Linked DNA regions of Zea mays: region 2 is linked to region 1. Evidence: chromatin contacts called from public Hi-C data. All regions are on one chromosome and are shown on one strand. The core of a region is the stretch at or near the end of the contact, and the rest is flanking DNA. Distances in the headings are between cores, read along the strand shown.

Region 1 (7,683 bases), core at 2,615-5,114:
TTTGCACAACCATATGAGTAATCTGCTTAATATGGTCTAAGCCAGTTGTGCTGTTGTGCAAAGCGCACCATAGAAATGTATTTAGTTGTATACAATAGCATGCTACATCATCCATTAACAGGGAGTGGTAGACCTACTTTTTATTTGTATAGGGGTGCCATAGTAAAAATTTAGATTGGGGATTAATTACTAAATTAGTAAAAAATGAAGATGGGATTACTATGGATTGAGGATTGCTCGAGGAGTGAGGAGACGGAGCACGCCGTGAGCAGGACGCCGATTGCCACAAAGAAGAGGGCGGAGGCGGCACAAATGTAGTCGTCGCCGGCGTAGGACACCACAAATCACGCGTTCGTGGCGACCCTCTTCATGAGGACGTCCACGATGAAGGCAACATAGTGACATACACGCAGCTGCAGCTGGCACAACATCCCTAGGATGCTGAGTTCATCTAGGTTGTGAAACTCGGCCTGGTAGCGAAGCTTACGAAGCTGACGAACCTCAAGCGGCGATACACAAGAACTTAACCATCGCCTCCCCACGGGTAGCTCCACACTTTCGGGCCTATGAGATCACGACACAAAAGTTGGATGTGCAGCTCCGTGCGTGGGACGTAGAAGCGGGCATGCACGCACCACCGGAGGAGACAAAGGGATATCGAGGTCTTTGATGGACTGGCTTAGGGTGTGTCATGGCCTAACTAGACCCCTGTAGGCCCACCTTAATAGAAATTATGATAAGTAAATGTAAGTAGCATAATTTTATTTCAAATCCTCTGATTTCCCAATGGCATCCCGGTGCAAAACATAGTGAAAAAACATTAAGTGGTAGTATGTATATATGTACACATAATATAATGATGAATAAATAGTGTATAGGATATATAATATTTATTTTGAAAGTATTATTCTTTTAGTGTTATTTAAAATAAGATCTTCAGTGTTTTTTTTGTATGAAACCTTATCCCGGATTTTACAAATTGGGAGGCACGGTGCAAAACATAGTGAAAAAACATTAAGTGGTAGTATGTATATATGTACACATAATAATATAACGATGAATAAATATTGTATAAGATATATAATCTTTATTTTGAATAAGTCTTTCAAATTTTTAATCTAATGATTGTAATGCACTACACGTAAATAAGAAATCAATTTTTTTTTTGATAATGTTAATATTGTTTAAATCTTCTTATAAGTAAAGAAATAGCTTGATTAGAAATGAGAAGAACAGATCGATTTCTACATCCGCACGATCCTAGGCCATGTTTTAACGTTTTAACTAATATTTTATGCAAAATAGTTTTTTTTTAATTTGTATTACATATATTGCTATAAATTTTGGGGCCCTAGGATTTTGGGGTCGTATGCCCGTACGAGGCTATTACTGGTGGCAGTTTGAAGACCCACAGCATCGCATGCTTCTCCTGCCTTGCCAATACTGCGGCAAGGTAGCATGGCGCTGGAAGGGGCTCTGCTAGCTCCGACCGACGGGCGGCACCGCTTGGATCGGCCCGAGCGCGTCCGCATGCGTTGCGTGTATTTGGGGGTTACGTTTACGCACTGCTTCAATCTGGTTTCGAGATGACGCGTCTCCGAGGACGAACTGCTGTGATGGATAAAGCCTGGCTGGCATGCGATGTCCCCCGAGTTTGGACTTGGGCTATTCGGTGACCTGTTTTCATGACAAGGAGGCTGGTGGGATGCAGAGCTACTACACTCCAGGTGTATCAACTGCTGCGATGTGTGGTCGTCGCTAGTTTTGGTTGCAGTTGCAGGTGACTGAAGAAGCAACGCCGCACAGGCACAGCCATCGAGCATCGACATAGCGCATGCATGCATGCATGCATCCATCGGTGCCGACCGTATATTCGGCGGCATATGTGCGCGCGCGCCGCTCGCTTCGCTTGGCCTGGCGGCTGGCCCGCATGATGAACTCCATTTTTTTTCTTTCTCCTTAACAAAACAAAAGGAAAAATTCTCTTGCGCGTGTTCTGGACAAGAGAAATACGAAATATCCATCGGAGCCTCCTGCCTAGTGTGCAGCTTTGCATCGAACTTTCGAGTGCGCTCCGGTCCTGTTGACGGATTCTGATCTCGTTCACACCGCTTTGACAAGGCTCCAAAGATGCATATGACGCGATCGAGGAATGACGAACGAAGAAGGCTCACGCAGGCCTAGCTGCAACCACCTGTGTAGTATAGTACGCTGTACGCAGCAAGCTGCATCTTCAGAGGAAGCAAGCAAAGCATCGAGTGGATAGGCATATTCCTTCCTTGCAGCTAGGTAGTGCAGTGGCCCAAGTGGCCAGAGTATCGATCTCTCGAACGAAAACGTGATTCAAGGCAGGCCAGCCATGCATCGTGTTCGTCTCGCCACAGTGCCGCCCCCTCCTCAGTCCTCTGCATTGTATTCTCGCTCGGATTCGCATCGCGTGGAACGCGACGAATCTAATAACCGCCAAACGAACTTGTTCGACAAAAAAGTCCTCTTTCCCCCCTGAATCTATCAAAGTCCGCCTGGAATTCCAGGAGCACCACTACTGTATAGTTCCGTGCAGGTGGGAGTGGGAGGAAGACGCTTCACCCCTCGGCAAACACAGACAGGAGGGCCACGACGCACGCGAACAGGCCATGCACGAGAATGCGACCGTGGCGACAGGCACGAACTGCCATGCCACCAGCGCAAGCGCAAGCGACAGGGACGGACGACGGAGCGGAGACGACTTGGTTGGTGAACGAACAACCACCAGCTGCTTGGCCTGGCGTGATCGACCTGGATTCTCTGACCACCACGAGGCCCCGCAAAGCAAAAAAAAAAAGCGGTTGTTCGTCCAGCTGAGCTGGCCGACATCACCGACGTAACCGACAGTAAGCACGGACCAGCCCTCGCCCAGTGTTAAGATGTTGCTAAAACAAATAGTGCAAGGACGAGGGTGTCGGTCGCTAACCTCAGAATCATTAGCAACCCAGCACGTACGCATCAGGTTCCTTAATCATCAGAAAACCATATACTACTGGTATAAGGGCCGCTAGTACCAGTAGTGCAACCGAGTATATATAAGCAATGGTTTTAACTGAACAGAATTTACAGCGACCATTAGTATTTATGATATTTTTTAAGACCTCAAGCATCTAACTATCCACGTGCTAGACTTCGATACTTCATGAGAAAGCCAGCCTTAGATTACGAAAAGGTCATGGAAATCTGAAGCCGGTTGTTAATCGGTACTGATGCGTCTTTTTTATTCTAGTGGTTGGCTCCTGCCGAGTTCAGATGGCGGTGTGGGGAAACGAATTTGCGTGAGCGAAGCACGGCGATATATGATCATCTTGCTCTCGGTGACAAATTAGTACGAACGCGATCCGGTGAAACAAGCGCATATGGAAAGAATTTCTTTTTTTTAAAAAAAAAGGCACGGGGCATGGAAAGAGGTGAGGGCGGGCCCGAGGCACGCACATGCGCGCGGTGCCGCGACGTGCAGCGGCACGACGACCAGCCGCGTTCGGCCGTGGTCTGGTATCCCTCGGCGTGAGCGTGATACGATGTCCGCGGTTTCGGGCAGCCTAGCGACCCGTCGGCCTCGGACTGGCGCGCGGTGCGTTGCACGTCTCGCGCTCACGGTTCCCTGCCCCCGACCGCCATCACATGCCCCGTCGCTGGCGCTCGGGCCGGCACATGGCGCGCCGCGCCGCGCCTCGGGCGCCGGCTCACGTGATCACGTCGTGGGGACATGGACACGTTCGTGCGTTGCTTGGCCCTTTTTCCCTGAGCCGAGGCCGAGCCGCGCTGCCCCAGGCGCCGTCCCGTATCCGCCTCCGGAGTCAGAGGAGAGGAGGCACCACGCGGCCACGGTGACCAATCGGGGAGCGCCACGCCACGCACAACAATGCACTGGACGTCCATGCGTCTCCTATCGGTCTGCTCATGCCCTTCTCCTCCCCGGCGAAGGGGATAGTAATAAATAACGCCGGGTGCGGCACTAACATAGTAACATGCCGTGCTTTTCCGTCTCCCCGGCGATCTTATCAGCTTTTTTTCCCACGTCCACTCCACTTTCGGCAAAAAACAAAACGGGTGAAGTAATTAATAATAATAACACGCACGCCCTCGCAGGCCGGCAATTAATAAAAAAGGATCCTCTGTTCCGGTCTGATTTGTGCTGGCACAGGCACAGGCACAGGACACAAATCGTGCCCAACTGACGATCAGAACAATGGAACGATGTGTGTGTGCGCTGTAGCAGCTAAGCTTTGCCATAACGGTCACGTGCGATGTTCCTCATCATGAGCCACAAAGTCGCGACCAAACCTGAAACGATCCGCAAGGACGGGAGAAAAAAAAATTGTGCAAGTGAAGTGGGGGGAAAAAAAAAAGGGGGCCATGCGCGGAAAGGACGTCCGGCCCGTCATTACGACTAGATCTGCGGCGGGTCACGCTGCTTGATGAATTGCTTCGGTTATGATCTCTCTCCAGATTTCTCCTACCTGCTGCTGCCCCCATATGGCAAAGTGCCCTGTGCTTCACTTGCAAGCAAATCCAGCTGGGAAACTGTTACCCAAGAGTTCGGCTCGAATCGATCGATGGAAAGACTGCCGGACAGGCACGGGCACCTGGACTGGACGACGCCCGACGGCGCATCGCAAGGAAAAACTCCGCCAGTTCGCTCTCCGCAGGGTTGTGCCAACAAAAACGCCGTTGCTGGATGGACTGGACCACCAGCTAACCCTCCAACGATCAACGCCGACACATCCTCCTTTTTTTCCCGCGAAAATAACTTGCGGGAGAGCCCCTGTATCCTTTGAATTCTTTAATTTTCCATGGTGATGACCAAGGGTAGTAGTCTCTTTATCCTTGGAATACTTCACCTGTTTAGTCTTTTCTAATGTGCTAACGCTCTGACGGTTTTATCTGACCGAGTGAAATCCCCCCTTCTTTCGTTGGTCTAGCTATATATATATTGGGTATTTTGTCGGGTGTTAGGGCATTTAATATTGCGTCTTTTAAAATGTTTTAAAGGTTAAATAAAAAAACACAAGAGACATGCTTTTAGAATAGTCATCTCTACACGATTCTTCCTATATGTTATCTTTTAACTGTAATTATAATTCAAAGACACAATCCATCTATGGTATTTAGTTTGTACATGTCCTTAAGAATAAGGTATGTTCTTTGGTCTAACTAATGACCCCGCATTTTTCACGACTCTCATGAATAAGGTATTTGTTGGAACTTGCTCTCAGCAGCAAGGAGGCCAACAAGGGTGAGCGGTGGTGACAACAGGGTTACGTGCACGTGGGCAATAGCTCTGTTGATCTAGCCTCTCACGGGCACTGTGCGGGGGTATTTATAGGTATCTGAGTGCCCAGCGCCTTGTGTTAAGGACGCATGTGCCCTCAGACACCTAGTTTATCCCCAGAATATTCCCATAAAGCAGGGTTACAAGCTGTAATTACAAGAATGCCTTTACAAGCTAGGCCCGTAACACAAAGGCGGCCACGCGGGGCCCGTTACAATGGGCCAGATCACGCGTGGGCCATAGAGCAGGACGAGGCCGCGCTGCGGGGAGACGTCACCGCAGGCCTTCGTCTGGTGCTGAATGAAGCGAAGGGTGTCCCTGCCCGTTTTGTCTTTGTCAGACCAGCGTCCGCGGCGGAGGCTTCGAGCGAAGGGTGACGTCTTTGCCTTCGCCCCAACATTTGCCCTCCGAGGGACCAGTTCGATAGAGTCACCTGGTGCCGAAGACGTCGCTAGATGGCGGAGACGCTGCCCTCGCTCGAAGTGGTTCCGCGGGGGTTTTTGATGTGACCGTTGATGGACGGCGTACTGTTGGATTGCGGGTTTCCCGAAGCGTCGCGCCCTTTCGGATTGCGGGTTTCCCGAAGAGCCGCGCTCTGCCTATAAAAGGGGGGCGAGGGTCGGCGCTGTTTGAACTTTGCCTTCCGCGCTCCGTAAAAACCCTAGCCTCCCGCCGTCTTGCTGCTCTTCTTCTTCCGCTGCTCCTTTTGCTCGCCGGAGTTCTGGCTCGAGTGAAGCAAACCGCCCGCCGCCGCCGACGGTACGTAGCAATGCCGTCCTCTTCTTCTTCCTCCGACACCACGCCGCCGGCCGCCGCCTCGTCTGAGGAGACGTTGAGTAGCGTGATGGTGGAGGAGTTGCGCGCCGGCGACTCTGTTGATTTTGGTGTGTCACGGATGACGTCAGCCCGCGTTGAAGATATGCAGCGGTTGGGCTACTTTGGCGGCGGAGTTGCTCGTGCTCCGGGGACGGAGGAAGTCCCCGAGCCGGAGGGTGAGTTGGTCGTTTTCGAGGCGTTCTTCGCCGCCGGTCTCCGCTTGCCTGCGCACCGGTTTGTTGGCAAAGTCCTGCGTAGATTCAATGTTCAAATACATCAGCTGACACCGAATGCCATGGTGGCGCTGGCGATGTATGTCTGGGCGACGACTTCGTACGGCGGGCAGCCGTCTGTTGAAGTTTTTGCGAAGAATTATTGTTTGCATTGGCAGAAGAGGATGGTTGGGGACGGAGTTGCCCAGTTCGGGTCATGCACATTCACGCCGAAGACCGGCAAGACCACAATGCCAGTAGTGGAGTTGGTTCCGTGCGCCCGCAACAAGTGGGGCAGTTGGAATGAATTTTGGTTTTACATTGCTGAGGGTACTGTCGAATGCCATGAGGGACTCCCCGTGTCTGAGATGTGCTCTCATTATTATTCTGCGTATCCGCCTTTTGAAGTGGCAGAAGAGGATGCAGACGAAGGGGCCCTCCGATGCGCCGCCGGTCAGAGCAGTGGGCGTGATTTAGTTGAAGAGTTCGTGGCGTACGGGGTCTGGCCCTTGGCGCACGGCTGGGCGCTGGGCGAAGTGTGCCCTCGCCAGATGCCTTTTCACGGAGGAAGGGTGGTGCGAAGTCCTGCCTTCGCACTGAATTTGCGAAATCGTGACTCGGCCGCCTTTGTGCGTGATGCGGAGGACTTGGCGGTGCGGCTCGTGGGACGTTACGTGCCGAGGACTGAAGGCCAGCGCAGCTTTGATATCCGCGGGTCAAATGAGCGCTTGAACAGGGTCTTCGAATTAAATCAATTGCCGTACGACGGCTATCCTGGTCAAGACGAAGCGGACCGCCGTGGGAAGAAGCCGGCGGTGGAGACTGGAGGCGACCCTGCGCTGGCGGCCGCCCCCTCCTCAAAAAAGAGAAAATTAGGTACTGCGATGGGAGGACTTGGGGTGTCTGATAGTTTTGCTAGAGAGTTAATGAGGACGTGTGCGGCCCCGGGGGAAAGGATGTCTTCGCCCGAGCTCCGGGAGTCTTCGGCTCGGATGCTGAGGGTTACCGGGGGTTGCTGGCCGAAAAATGTTCCTATCCCCTGCGCGGCTGAGGAGGACTGTTTTACATCTCGTATGGTTCATCAGTGGAGAGTTTTTCCTTACGGGCGAAATATCGGTGCTGTTGTGTGGACAGTGATGGACAAGGATCGCCAAGGGGCGGCGCAAAAACGTCAGGCGACTGTCAGGATTCACGAAGCTCGGCCGAAAAGGCAGCGGGGAACTGCGAAGGCTGTGGCCTCCGACGGAGGTAAGCCGCCGCTGGCGGCGAAGGCGGGCGCCGCTGCTCCTAGCAAGGCGCCGGAGGCGACGGCGGGCGCCGGAGGCTCCAAGTCAACGAAGGCGGTGCCGCCGG
Region 2 (7,683 bases), core at 3,204-5,703, 150 kb after region 1:
TGGGTGAAGATTTTAACACGCAGGTGTTACCCGACCCAAAGTTTCGCGGGTGTGGGTGCGGGTTTCTATTTTAACCCGCGATTAACCGCACCCGACCCGAAACTCGGTTTATTCTTTATTTTGCGCAAAAATCAATTAAGATATAATAATAAATATTTTTAATAAGTAAATTGGCTAATAATTTATGATTTTTTGATGCTACTCAACATAAAAAGTTTAAAATTCGTACAATAACTCAACTTTTGTTGCTACTTAATTTCGTATTGCTAAATTATTATTTAAAATTTACACTCAGTAAAACCAGCTTGACCCGAAACCCGATAGGTTCGGATGCGGGTTTGAAATTGTACCGCGGTCCGCGAGTGCGACCGTGGCGCGTGCTTCGGTAGTCTTCACAGATGCGATCGTGGATGAGTTTTTGCTCCACCCGATCTGAACCCGACCCATTGTCATCACTGTACGGTAATTTTTCATGATTTAAATGTTTCTTCACAATCATTTGAGCCCTTAATTAATTTCAGTTTAAAATAAATATAAATAGAACTCATCTTAATCCGATCCCTAAATTTTACAGTCTAAATTTTAGAGTCCGTTACCAATTATTTTAAAATCAGTTTCTATCCCTCTATTTTCTAAAAACTGGTTATACAAATAGTTGGGTGGGATGTTCAGAACTTAGTTTCTATCTTTTTATACATGATTACTATTATACTCTTCCTCTATTTAAAAAAGGTAATAGATGTAAATTTCATAAAACCAAGGATATAATTAAATAAACAAAATCTGATTTTAGCTAGAGAAGTGTAGTTTCTTATTTTTTAAAAACTGGAAATATAGTTTCTACAAACTAAAACATAAACTAGTATATTTTGGAACTACTTTAGTTTCTCCAAACGAGTGCGTCCTATGGCAACGATTCAAATCGGCATAGCCATAGCCTGGAGCGGCGTAGACATTCCGAGTGTCACCCCAAGATTCTCCGACATGTCCACCCCGTTCCTTTCAACATCAGCCGGAAGCCTCCACTCGAACCGGTGGAGCAAGGTCGCGAGCATCAGATGCACCATGCGAGCGGCCAGCGGCAGGCCGGGGCATATCCTCCGGCCAGCCCCAAACGGGAGCAGATCGAAGTCCCTGCCGCGGAAATCGACCTCCTTCTCCAGGAACCTCTCCGGCATGAACTTCTCTGGCTCGGCCCACCGCGCGGGGTCCTGACCGATCGCCCACACGTTCACCAGGACGCGCGTGCCCTTCGGCACCGTGTATCCTCTGACCTCCGTCGTCGTCTCGGCTTGGCGGGGCAGGAGCAGTGGCGCCGGAGGGTGGAGGCGGAACGTCTCCTTCACGACGGCCTGGAGCCACTTGAGCTGCCCGACGTCGGATTCCTCCACCTCTTGTTTGGAGCCGATCACTTCCACGAGCTCGTCACGAGCCTTCGCCATCGACGAGGGGCTCTGTAGTAGCTCGGCCATCGCCCATTCTATTGTGGCTGCGCTTGTATCACTCCCAGCAGTGAATAAATCCTGCGAGTAGAGTTAGTTATGAGTAAAACCGAATTTATGCATGGTAAAACACAAACTGAAAAGCAACAGCGTAGGTTATATTTTCTGACTCTTGTTTTTTTCTTAACTGTACGTTGATCAGACTTGTTATCTAATTCTACCCGGGACTGAAGAAAAATGTTACCCTTATCTTTGAATAAGATGGAGTCTCTAAGTATCTTTCTAAAATCCGCTCTACAATCAATATTTAAAGACTTGTTTAAATGAAATTCATGTTCCATATATTTTCGCTTTTATAAGTTCAACTATTCATCTCTGTCTTCCTTTATTGTTGTATAATAGGGGCGCTCATAAGAACCTGTCACATTGTTGTTGTGTACTGCGCGCACAGGTTGTCGAAAGAGCAAACCTCTGAAACTCTGTTCACGCATACAGATTGTCGGAAGATCACGTCTTTGAAACTATGACTTGTACATATAGACGGGCAATCAAGTTTTTGGATTGTGCATCGGCGTGATTGCTCGATTTATCGCACGTCTAGTTCTGCTGTTCGCGTACAAGACAATCAACTATTTCAACTGTTTTGTGGTGGTATCTTACTCACGTTGTCGCTGTCTACTTTCATGCTTAGTTTAGAAACTCAAATTGATTCAGTCGAGATTGAGGGCTAGTTTAGAAACTCAAATCCTCTTCGAAATTGAAAAGGGTTGGACAGGATTTCCACCCCAATCCCCTCCAATACCGAAATGAATTTGAGTTTCCCAAAGTAACCCTAAGGAGATTGAAGGGATTAAATTTTTTCCTAATTAAAATTGAATAGAAAGGGGTTTAATCTCGTTCAATCTCTTCCGATTCATGTGCAACCGAACAAAGCCTCCGGGTTGGAGAGGGTCAAGAAAAAATAAACTAATTTCTCTCTCAATTATGAATATTACTTCATCCTCAGATGGTAGTGATCAGTGCCGGCCCTGAGGGGGGCAAAGGGGTCGTCGCCCCGACACCCAAGTCCATAGGGCCCAATTCTAGATATATATAGTCAGACCATAAAAAAACTTTTAAGGCAACACTGTAATATGTATCTTTTTTATTTACTCGTTGTTTGATATGTTTTTATATGCATGTTGAGTGTTTATATTGGTAATGTTTATCTATAAAAATAATTAAAAAAAATCTCTGTTTTAAATTTTGTCACGAGCCCCTATAAATCTTAGTAGTGATGGCCATTGTGACCTCTATGCACTACATTAAGGTGGTGTTTGGTTCTAGCATTGAATGTTTAAATAACAATTACGGATATTAAATATAATTTAATTACAAAACTAATTATATATTTGAAGACTAAACGGCGAGACCAATTTACTAAACTTAACTAATACATGATTAATAATTGTCTAATGTAGCATCACATGAAAGAATCCTGGACCAAATAGATTTAATAGATTCATATTGTCATTTAGTATCTATCTATGTAATTAGTTTTATAATTATATCTTGCCATTTAGTGTTCATTAGTGTTAGCGGTCATTGCTAATTAGATATTTGAATATTATATTTAAATAAGTATTAAATATTATATTAAAAGTATATTCTATAATTAAATTATATTTAATACTTATAACTAATATTCAAACATCCAATACAATAGGGTTAAAGCTTAGCCTCGAGGAACCAAACGACTAATATTCAGACTAGTTCGCAATGTCCACTAGCGAAAACAGGGCTGGTGGGTACGTTGTAGAGATTCGAAGACTACTTGGCAATGTCCAGTTGTCCACTAGCGAAAACAGGTCTCGTGGGTACGCTGTAGCGATTCGTTTTCTATTCTCTATGATTAAAATTATGATCGATATCATGTTTGTTAATTGATTTATGATTACATTATACATTTACATATATTAGTAAATTTCTGTATTAAATTTGATAACGAATTTGTCTAATTTTGCAACATATTGTATGTCGTTCAGGAGAGTTACCGTAAGCAATGACAGCAGAGTTTGCCGATCGAAGCCCCGGTCATCCTCCGCGCCGCGGTAGTCAAGCAACAGGTCCAGAAAGTCGTTCTTGGGTGGATCCCCGGCGGCACGCTCCTGCACGCGCCGCTCAATCTGCTCGTCGAAAATGGCGTGCAGCTTCTTGAACACCCTCACGAGGCGCGCCCTAATCCGCTGCGGGTCCAAGGGCGCGATTGCCGGGAAGAAGTCCGACAAGTTGGGCGCCCCGACGGCCATCGGGAATTCCTCGATCACCGCCATGAACTCACCCGACGCGCCGCGGTCATCAAGGTCCGCAAGGTCGTCGGAGAAGATGGTGCAGGAGAGCAGGTTTAGGGCTGTCGTGAAGGCCACGCGGCGGACGTCGACGGCCGCGCCTTCGCGCGCCAGCCCGGCCACGTGCGACACGAGCCGCTGCACCTTGTCGCGGCGGAGGGCCTGGTGCGCGTCGAGGCGCTGCGGCGCGAAGAGCTCCGCGGAGCACACCTTGCGCAGGGCGCGCCACAGGGGGCTCCCCGGCGGGAGCCAGCCCATGGAGCGGTGGTCGTGCGCGCACGCCCGGGCGGCGTCCGGCACGGAGCGCGTGGAGAAGACGGCGTCGTGGCGCTGGAGGACGTCGCGCGCGGCGTCCGCGGAGGACGCGACGACCGTGGTGACCACCCCGAGACGCAGCGCCATGAGCGGGCCGTGGCGGGCCGCGAGTCGCGCGAGGGAGCGGTGTGGGCGGGAGCCGAGGTCGAGGAGGTTGCCGACGAGAGGCAGCGGGCGGGGGCCCGGGGGCAGGTTGTGGCGGCTGCGGGCGAAGAAGAAGTGGAGGTACAGGGAGGAGACGATGAGGATGGAAGATATCAGCGTGTAGAGGTAGAAGAACTCCATGGTGAGCTACTGAGCTGAGCTCTGTGGCACGTGCGCATTACTATGCGACGTGGTCTCGTTCTTGTAGAGGCGGACGCCGGACAAGCTCCACGGCACGAGTAATAAATAATAAAACGTCTGAGGATTTTTTTTTTAATTTTGCTGGCTGCTACGCTACGGACCGCATGATTGGTTGAGCTCTGGCTGCTAAGCTACGGATAGTGATTGATCGAGCAGTAATATCTACGTACGACTATCGCCGAAAAAATCTTACCAATAACAATATACTACCTCCGTTTTTAACATTTATCGTTTGTTAATTTATTTTTAACTAAACTATAAAAAACGGAAGTATTTCACAACAAAAAGGATGCGCCGCGTGTCTTTGATGATGGCCGCGTGACGACAACGTCGACATGGACATTAGGACGGAAACTAATATGAGGACTCTATCCACCTTCTAGTATATATGTGTTGATATACCTATAGTTTCTACATTGCTATCGTCAAAACTTGACATTTCTCTTCGTAATTCCTGTTGTTGTCAGTTGTCACCAAAGTTGACATTTCTCTTCATAACCCCTATTAGGGCTTGTTCGCTTTCCTCTCAATTCATGTGGATTAGGTGGGATTGAATGAGTTTAAATCCCGAACAAGTCAAAATCCTTCATATTTTTTTTTCCAATCTTATCCAATCCACATGAGACAGAAATAACCGAACAAACCCTTAGGCTTTGTTCGTTTACACCAATCCCGCTCTGGATTAGCATGGATTGGAATTAAATCCATGTCTCAATCCATGTCCCAAAATAATCCATGATTACTTAAATTTTTTTATTCGGTTAAACCCATCATGGAATATAACCCAAAGGTTTGGGAATTTTTTAAACTATGGAAGACATGGATTCTATCCATAGCCCATTAGGTATGGAACAAATCCATGAGATATTGCACAAGTTTACATTAGAATCCATGGATCAAAAGAATAACTAGCTTTGAAAGTCACATGGATTTGTTGATGGATTTAATCTCACCATGGGATTGGGTGTGAGATATGGATTCACCCAATCCATACCCGGATTAAATCCATAGTGGGATTATATCCCATGTAACCGAACAAGGCCTTAGTTGGTTTCTCACTCCACGAGAAATATCGCCAACTTGGCAATTGCGTTCACCCAAGCACTGGAATTGTTTTGGAAACATAGCCAATAGCCTCTTCTGTGTGTCTCTCTTTCTCTGAGTCTATCAAGTCATTTGCACGTTTCTCCTTTTTTTTTCCTCACCTTTTTTCTTTACCGGAAGCATGCTTTATGAACGGGACGCCACAATCCACTTGATGGTAAAAGTAAAAATGCATCAATCAAAGGTGATTGACAGCTCGTGTGAGTCATGACGCTCATGCATGGAGAGTGGAGTCCTGAGTTCATGCATAGGGCGGGAAACGAGCCGAGTCGACTGTTCGAGCTCAACTCATCCATTGCACGAGCTCAAGAATAAAACTCAGCTTAGTTTAAAGGTGGCTTGCGAGCCACATCATTATTAATATTAGCATTATAAAATAGTTAAAATATATAAATATAAAATATAAAATCATCATTCAATATTATGAGTAATATAAATTATGAATGTCATAAATTCATCACCAAAAGCTAAGAAATTATCATATTATCCATAGAATTATCCAATATCATTGTTATTTTATGAATTAATTGATTTGGCAAGATTGATCTATAAAAGATGAATGTGATTGTTGATAGTCGCCTAGAGGGGGATGAATAGGGCAAAACTAAAATTCTCAAAAATAATCACAACTACAAGCCGGGTTAGCGTTAGAAATATAAACGAGTCCGCGAGAGGGCGTAAAAACAAATCGCAAACGAGTAAAGCGGTGAGACACAAGGATTTGTTTTACCGAGGTTCGGTTCTCGCAAACCTACTCCCCGTTGAGGAGGCCACAAAGGCCGGGTCTCTTTCAACCCTTTCCCTCTCTCAAACGGTCTCTCAGACCGAGTGAGCTTTCTTTTCTCAATCACTTGGAACACAAAGTTCCTACAAGGACCACCACAAGATTGGTGTCTCTTGCCTCAATTACAAGTGAGTTTGATCGCAATAAAGAATCAAGAAAGAAGAAAGCAATCCAAGCGCAAGAGCTCGAAAGAACACAAACAAATCTCTCTCACTAGTCACCAAAGCTTTGTGTGGAATTTGGGAGAGGATTTGATCTCTTGAGTGTGTCTAGAATTGAATGCCTAGCTCTTGTAAGTGGTTGGAAGTGTGAAAACTTGGATGACTTGAATGTGGGGTGGTTGGGGTATTTATAGCCCCAACCACCAAACTAGCCGTTTGGTGGGGCTGACTGTCGTATGGTGCACCGGACAGTCCGGTGCACACCGGACATGTCCGATGCGCCAGCCACGTCACCAAAGCCGTTGGGTTCCGACCGTTGGAGCTTTGTCTTCTGGGCCCGCCTGGATGTCCGGTGGCGCACCGGACATGTACTGTAGAGTGTCCGGTGCGCCAGTATGGGCGTGCCTGACTTCTGCGCGCGCTGGCGCGCATTCAATGCGCTGCAGGTAGCCGTTTGCGCCGAATTATCCGTTGCTTCGTTGTCACACCGGACAGTCCGGTGTACACCGGACATGTCCGGTGAATTATAGCGGACTAGCCGTTGCGAATTCCCGAGGCTGGCGAGTTCCAGAGCCGCTCTACCTTGGAGCACCGGACACTGTCCGGTGAATTATAGCGGAGCGCCTCTAGATTTTCCCGTAGGTGACGAGTTTGACTTGGAGTCCTCTGGTGCACCGGACACTGTCCGGTGGCACACCGGACAGTCCGGTGCGCCAGACCACAGGTGCCTTCGGTTGTCCCTTTGCTCTTTTGTTGAACCCAATACTTGGTCTTTTTATTGGCTAAGAGTGAACCTTTGACACATGTATAACTTATACACTAGAGCAAACTAGTTAGTCCAATTATTTGTGTTGGGCAATTCAACCACCAAAATCAATTAGAAAAATAGGTGTAAGCCTAATTCCCTTTCAATCTCCCCCTTTTTGGTGATTGATGCCAACACAAACCAAAGCAAGTATAGAAGTGCATAATTGAACTAGTTTGTATAATGTAAGTGCAAAGGTTGCTTGGAATTGAGCCAATATAACTACTCATAAGATATGCATGGATTGTTTCTTTGTTTTTAACATTTTGGACCACGCTTGCACCACATGTTTTGTTTTTGCAAATTCTTTTGTAAATCCTTTTCAAAGTTCTTTTGCACATAGTCAAAGGTAAATGAATAAGATTTTGCAAAGCATTTTCAAGATTTGAAATTTTCTCCC

What was found. A called contact is a pair of places that touch in the nucleus more often than the background predicts.
Region 2: a contact with region 1 is called in a Hi-C map of ear, with 2.4 times the contacts expected there. The contact joins the promoter of LOC103633567 here to the enhancer-like site in region 1. A contact is called at or near these places in 2 of 25 Hi-C or Micro-C datasets (ear and tassel).

The regions. Positions count from the first base shown.
Region 1 is chr1:33,814,312-33,821,994 of Zm-B73-REFERENCE-NAM-5.0, forward strand. No RefSeq gene overlaps it. Among protein-coding and RNA genes, the nearest start is that of LOC118473506, 7.3 kb to the left of the region's middle. Within about 2 kb of position 3,865, at least 19 of the 20 cell types and tissues checked have an H3K27ac peak or open chromatin away from gene starts, as enhancers often do. A contact at or near this core is called in ear and tassel, where this site is marked.
Region 2 is chr1:33,968,079-33,975,761 of Zm-B73-REFERENCE-NAM-5.0, forward strand. It overlaps LOC103633567 (geraniol 8-hydroxylase), which reads right to left and starts at 4,454. Exons shown (of 2, transcript XM_008655260.3): 1 at 3,476-4,454; 2 at 721-1,523. The coding sequence starts at 4,369. The coding sequence ends at 918.